Regions from separate parts of the Muntiacus reevesi genome. Here region 2 is linked to region 1. Evidence: chromatin contacts called from public Hi-C data. All regions are on one chromosome and are shown on one strand. Each heading gives the region's core, a stretch centred on a gene start, on an enhancer-like site or on the middle of the called end of the contact. The rest is flanking DNA. Distances are from core to core; before and after follow the strand shown.

Evidence for each region. Hi-C and Micro-C count contacts between places; a contact is called where the count stands out from the background.
Region 2: a contact with region 1 is called in a Hi-C map of muscle, with 7 times the contacts expected there. The contact joins the promoter of JUN here to the promoter of FGGY in region 1. A contact is called at or near these places in 2 of 3 Hi-C or Micro-C datasets (blood and muscle).

What each region holds. Positions count from the first base shown.
Region 1 is chr1:145,858,965-145,862,196 of mMunRee1.1, reverse strand. It overlaps FGGY (FGGY carbohydrate kinase domain containing), which reads left to right and starts at 1,518. Exons shown (of 16, transcript XM_065912007.1): 1 at 1,518-1,624. It overlaps LOC136164032 (a long non-coding RNA gene), which reads right to left and starts at 1,363. Exons shown (of 3, transcript XR_010662317.1): 1 at 1,257-1,363; 2 at 475-535.
Region 2 is chr1:146,389,663-146,392,894 of mMunRee1.1, reverse strand. JUN (Jun proto-oncogene, AP-1 transcription factor subunit) reads right to left here and starts at 1,708. Exons shown (of 1, transcript XM_065912073.1): 1 at 1-1,708. The coding sequence starts at 1,583. The coding sequence ends at 576.

The DNA of each region.
Region 1 (3,232 bases), core at 269-2,768:
CTACTGTCTCTGCGCATCCTGAAAACATTTGTTTACTAAACATTTTTTTTTCTATCTTCATGTAAACTGCCTTCCTCCCTTCTGAAAACTCAAACCACTACCCCCAACATCTTTGTCTTTTTTTTTTTTAATCCTTAGTTGAGGATGGTTTTTCAGTTACTCAGTTTTACTGGGTCTTTCCCATGTACACATGTGATTAAACTTTTATTTGGTTTTCTCCCATAGATCTGTAAATTTAATTCTTAGATTAGCCAGAAGAACCAAGGAGGGTAGAAAAGAACTTCCTCCTGACAACCCCAACCCAGGAGCCCTAGGAACTAATCACGCGGCCTCAGCCTCACTGAGCCAGTATCCTCCCCTGTAAGACCAAGAGAAGAACATGTATTTGGGGTAGTTATGAGGAGAGCGGAGTGACTATCACACACACGGCACACACTCCAGTTCAGGGAAAGCACAGTGATTACCTAGGCTTACCTCTCAGAGCCGGCGTGTCCTTGGACAACCACTTCCTTTTACTGTGCCTCAGTCTCCTTTTCTAGGAAAATAAAGAATTTAGGCTTGATAAATTTCCTTCCAAATGCCAGTCCCATCAGCCTGGGAGCCTGACTTTTCAAAATACGTGGCTCAGGTTTAAGCTAAGTTTGTGGAATCTTCCCTCTTGTTACTTACTGGGTGTTTCAAAACAAGCTGAAAAACGTTTCGGATTCCCTGCATCTGTAAACTAGGGACAAATAGGACCGAGCTAACTGGAAATGTAAGGATAGTGAAGATTAAATGAGATATGTGTATCCAGGACCCACCGGACTGTAATTTCCTTAGAGGCTGGGACCCATTTGTAGATTTACAAACTGTGACACTTCTTCTGATGGTTGCTCACAAAATTAGATAAGTAAATTTAAATAAAGTATCAGGAATAGGATATGGCACAAACTAAAAACATTTGATAAATAGTAATTGAAGGGCTTCCCTCTTAGCTCAGTCGGTAAAGACTCTGCCTGTAATGCAGGAGACCCAGGTGCGATTCCTGGATCAGGAAGATGCCCTGGAGAAGGAAATGGCAACCCACTCCACTATTCTTGCCTTGGAAAATCCCATGGACAGAGGAGTCTGGCAGGCCACAGTCCATGGGGTCGCAAGAGTCGAACACGACTTAGCGACTAAACCACCACCACTTTATTTTAGCAACTGTCTGCATGAGTCCTGGTGCACTGTTTAAACGCAAAGTTACAGGATACACGCTGGACACACATACCCACCAGCGGCTACGGAGAGTTTGCGTGGAAAAATTCTGCTAGAAGAGCCTGCAGAGCAGAAAACTCGCGGCCTGAGAGGACACCGCCCACTTCAGGCCTTAAAAGTCCCTGAGAGGGTGGAAGAACCTGTTAGAGACCGAGGTTTGCACCTCTCGCCGGGGCCGCTTGACCGCAGGAGCAGGCGGGGGCCAATCCCCGGCCCGGTTCAAAGGGCCAATCGCGGCACGCTTTACAAGGGCCCCGAGGGGGCGGGGCCGCGCGCGGGGCGGGGCCTCAGCTGCTCGGGTGGACCGCCCAGTCCAGGCTCGGTGGTGCTCCGCTTGGCAACCTGCAGAGCCCTGATAGCTAAAATGTAATTTCAGATTGGACAAGTAAGTGACCCTCCTCTCAGTCCCACGTGTATACCAGGGGCTTTAACAGAAGCGCAGGCTTGCAGCGCCAACGTTCTCCAACCAGAGAGCGTATCTGGCCCAAGCCTCCCTCCCCTTTCCCGCAGTCGCCGCTCCACTTCCTCCTCTGACCGCCTGAGCCTTAACGCCAGCGCCAGCCGGGCCCTTGGCCTCCGAGATCTTGTTGAGTCCCTTGTGTTCACTCCTGGGTGAGGCGTCCGGCCACTCAAGAGACGGGTGGGCCTTTACTGTATTCCCCCATGCTGCCTGAGATGTCTGGTCCTCTGCAGTCACTATCCAGTTAATTATGTTAATTTGCTCTCTCTACCCCCATCCACCCAGGGCCCTCTACCACCTTATTTCAGGATATTTCCTGGTAAAGAGTCCGCCTGCAGTGCGGGAGACCGAGGTTTGATCCCTGGGTTGGAAAGATCCCCTGGAGAAGGGAAAGGCTACCCACTCCAGTATTCTGGCCTGCAGAATTCCATGGACTGTATAGTGCATGGGGTCGCAAAGAGTCGGACACGACTGAGCGACTTTCACTTAGGCATTTTTGAGCCTTTTAATTTCAATCTGGCTACTGTAAGGCATTTTAAAACCTGTGTTGCTTGAAGCTTTCAACGCTTTCAGCAACTTATGATAATATTTGAGGTGCAGTTTAGATTAGATGGTATAATGCTCTTTGGCTACAGTTATCCTGGGTAGAAACGGCCTGGGAGTATCTTTCCATTTTTATTAATGACCTTTCTTTTTAAGAACAAGATGCAAAATGGTGAATTTCCCTAATCCTTGACTATGTTCCACTAAAGCACTTTTCATGTCTTAACATTTGTCTCTAAAGAGTCTCTGATTTCCCCTCTAAAGAGTCATTTCCAAAATATTGAAAAGCAGTCATCATTAGATTAATTTTTAAAATACGGTGTTAGGGGGAGGAAGTGATGATGCTTTTGAATCTCAGAGCAGTGAGATAGAAGGCAGGCTGCCTTTTATATTGTGGCTGGTGTATAGAGGGTAGAGTTCTGTTCTATTTTGCTTGCTTTTCCCCTCTTCCTTATAATCCACCAAATGTGCATCCTGAAGTTGTACTTCTTAAGCTGCCAGCTGGGTCTTACAGCCTTCTGGCTGCCTCCTGGTCTTCTGGGAGTCTCCTGTTAATGAGGTACTGTCTTTGGTTTTTGACCTGGTGGCCACTGGCCTGACTCTTAGAGGTATCAGGTAAGGAGGACTTCCTGGTGGCAGGCTCAGAAAACACTTTATTAAGGATGATTGAAGGAACCCAGAGGGTAAGAAGGCCTGGAGATTGATTTTGAGGGGAAGGGAGCCTCACTGCTGGATTTGGAAGTCAAAACATGTGTATTGGGAGAAGGAACTAACCCAGAGGGTAGAGATCTGTGTCTTTCTGGGTGAAGTTAAGTTTACTGGGTGGAGACTGGACCTTCTTTCAGTCTGTGTTAATTGTTACTGTGGACCTTGTCTTTTCCTGGAATCTGGTTCCCTTTCCCTAACCTGCTTCACTTCAAATCACCATCTGTTATCAGCTGGTTCTGAAAACAGTTTCAGGTAGTGAATCTTTCCCACCCCCACCCCAAA
Region 2 (3,232 bases), core at 459-2,958, 530 kb before region 1:
TTTATTGACAGTAATCAGCTTTCATCAAATTAAAAAATATATATATGTACATACACAGTTATGGAAGGCAGGCCAGAAAGAGCTCATCTGCAGGCTGGGCCTCGCTCTCACAAACCTCCCTCCCGCCTCCCCTCCCCCACCCCCTTTGTGTTCTTAAGGAGTACTACAGAAGCGATCTACAGTCTCTATTGCAGTTTGCAACCCCCTCCCCCACCCCACCCCTTTAATACTGAATGAGATCGAATGTTAGGTCCATGCAGTTCTTGGTCAATGTTAAAGAAAAGTCTAACGTTCTGTTTGCGCGGGGACAGCCCCTCCGCAAAGCGGGGCAGCCCGCGAGCGGCCGCTCCCTGGCTCCTTGCCAAGGGAGGGCGCGCCAAGTCCTTCCCACTCGTGCACACTGGGGGCGCCGTCAGGACGCAACCCAGTCCAACTTGGATACCCTTGGCTTTAGTCCTCGGACACTTTTTTTTTTTTCTCTGTTTCTCTCTTGCAACTTGTCAAGTTCTCAAATCTGTCTCTCTGTGTTATTTATATTTTTTCTCCGTTGCCCCTCAGCCCCCGACAGTCTCGCCTCAAAACGTTTGCAACTGCTGCGTTAGCATGAGTTGGCACCCGCTGTTAACGTGGTTCATGACTTTCTGTTTAAGCTGGGCCACCTGTTCCCTGAGCATATTGGCCGTGGACGCCAGCTCCGAGTTCTGCGCTTTCAAGGTTTTCACTTTTTCCTCCAGCCGCGCGATCCTCTCCAGCTTCCTTTTCCGGCACTTGGAGGCAGCGATGCGGTTCCTCATGCGCTTCCTCTCCGCCTTGATCCGCTCCTGGGACTCCATGTCGATGGGGGACAGGGGCGGCGTTTCCCCGGGCATCTCGGGCACCGTCTGCGGCTCCTCCTTCAGGGCCTGCAGCCGCGGGTGCTGCACCGGGATCTGCTGGGGCAGGTGGTGTGGCGGCTGCGGCGGTTGCTGCTGCTGCTGCTGGGGCTGCGCGGGAAAGGCCAGGCCGGCCGCGCCGTAGGAGGGCGCCCCGCCGCCGCTGCTCAGCGCGCCGGGGTTGAAGTTGCTGAGGTTGGCGTAGACCGGCGGCTCGCTGTGCAGGCTGGCGCTGAAGCCGCCGCTGCCGCTGCCACCCGCCACCGAGGCCACCGCCGGGGCCACGAGGCCCGCCCCGCTGACCGGCTGCGCCGCCGACGTGACGCTGGGCAGCGTGTTCTGGCTGTGCAGTTCGGCCAGGGCGCGCACGAAGCCCTCGGCGAATCCCTCCTGCTCGTCCGTCACGTTCTTGGGGCACAGGAACTGGGTGGGGGTCGGCGTGGTGGTGATATGCCCGTTGCTGGACTGTATGATCAGGCGCTCCAGCTCGGGCGAGGCCAGCTTGAGAAGCCCCACGTCGGGCGAGGTGAGGAGGTCGGAGTTCTTGGCCCGGAGGTGCGGCTTCAGGCTGCCCACCGGGTCGGCCAGATTCAGGGTCATGCTCTGCTTCAGAATCTTGGGGTTACTGTAGCCGTAGGCGCCGCTCTCAGACTGGAGGAACGAGGCGTTGAGGGCATCGTCGTAGAAGGTCGTTTCCATCTTTGCAGTCATAGAACAGTCCGTCACTTCGCGTGGGCTTAGTTCAGGCTGCGCGCAGAAGTTTCGGGGCCGCAACAGCGCGCTGGCAAGCGGGGGACACCCGCGCCTCTTCGGGCGGTAAGCAAGGAAAGTTTCTGGAAGAGCGCGCGCCCCCGCCGGCTGGCAGCCCCCCCGGCGCCCTCCTCACCAGCTCGGTCCGGGGGATCGCAGGGTTAAGACGCCACCCGCGCTCTTAATTGTCCGCTCGCGCGCGCCGCCCGGCTTTGAAAAGTCGCGGTCACTCACGGAGCTCTCTCGAGCGCAGCGGTTCCTCAGAGCCCGCGGACGAACTCGCTTTCCGGTGGTAGCAGGGAGCGCGGATCCCGCGGTGGCCGGCCGGCGGCGGGTGTCCACCGCTCCGACTCGGAAGACTGTCCCCTCCTCCGCTGCGAGGGGGAGGGGGCGCCCGGCAGCCGCGGCTAGCGCTCGCCCAAGTTCAGCAACCGGTGTGAGCGAAGCGGAGCGCACGTTCTCCTCTCTCCGCCGCCTCCTTTTCTTCACCGCCGCCGCGGCAGCTTCGGGCGGAGGCAAGGTTTGCAAAAGTTCGTTCCGGGACCCGGCGGCCACTTGTCCCCTGTCTTCCTGGCCGGGAAAGTTCTTGCCGCTGCAGCCGCTCTCCGGACTTCCCCGGGCGGACAGTGGCCGCTCTCCGCGCTGTCAGCAGCGCCCGCGCAGCGGGGCTCTCCGCCTGGGGGCGGCTGGAGTAGGGGCTCTCCCGGCGCTCCTCAAACACCAGGCCGGGAGCCACAAGCGCTAGCTCCGGGCAGTTGGAGAGAAATTGGAAAATAGGATTTGCAGTCCTTCCCGACTGACTATGCCTGTCTGCCTGCCTGCGTCCGCGCACCTCCACTCCCGCCTCACAGCTTCAGCCACACTCAGTGCAACTCTGAGCCCTTATCCAGCCGGAGCTCAACACTTATCTGCTACCAGTCAACCCCTAAAAATAGCCCATGATGTCACCCCAAGGCCTTCCCATTGGCTCGCGTCGCCCTCAGGGGGGCGGGCCCACCCGTCGCCATGGAGACCCCACCCTAGAAGATTCTTCTCTGGGCCCGCGGAGGCTCACGGGATGAGGTAATGCTCCGTTGCCCTCCTACAGTTGGGCCCTTCTTTCTCCTCCTTCCCCCCAACCCCCCTCCGAGCGACTAGCGCCCCTCTCTTCCCCCTCCCTCCCCGGCGCGTCTTTCCCGGCCCGCCCGGTGCATTGTGGGCTGACGTCTTGGGGTTTGACTGTCTAGTGACGGTGGCTGCCGCGAGCCGGGCGGACTCGGACGCTCGCTCCCAGCCTCTGAGGAAAGTGGGCTGAAGTTTAGGGCTCGGACGGGAATGCCAGGGATGCTAGGACCCAGGAGGCCGGGTGAACCGAGCCAGCTGTCTGGAGCCGAGGGCGCGGGGCGGGTGGTATTTCCCCACTTGGGGGCTCGATGTCACCCGCCAGCACTTCGCCGCCGCGCGGGGCGGGCCGGGCCGGTTGAGCTCCCGGGCCCCTGGCCCCCCCGCACTTCCGGGGGGCGGGAGCACCGCCCTTAAGGTGGCTCTGTTAAGTCCCCTGTGGGGGCGAGTGAAAGTGGCTTTTAAATCTGGGGACAGTTCGTGAGAGTCCGGCCCCCCATGTTGAGAAT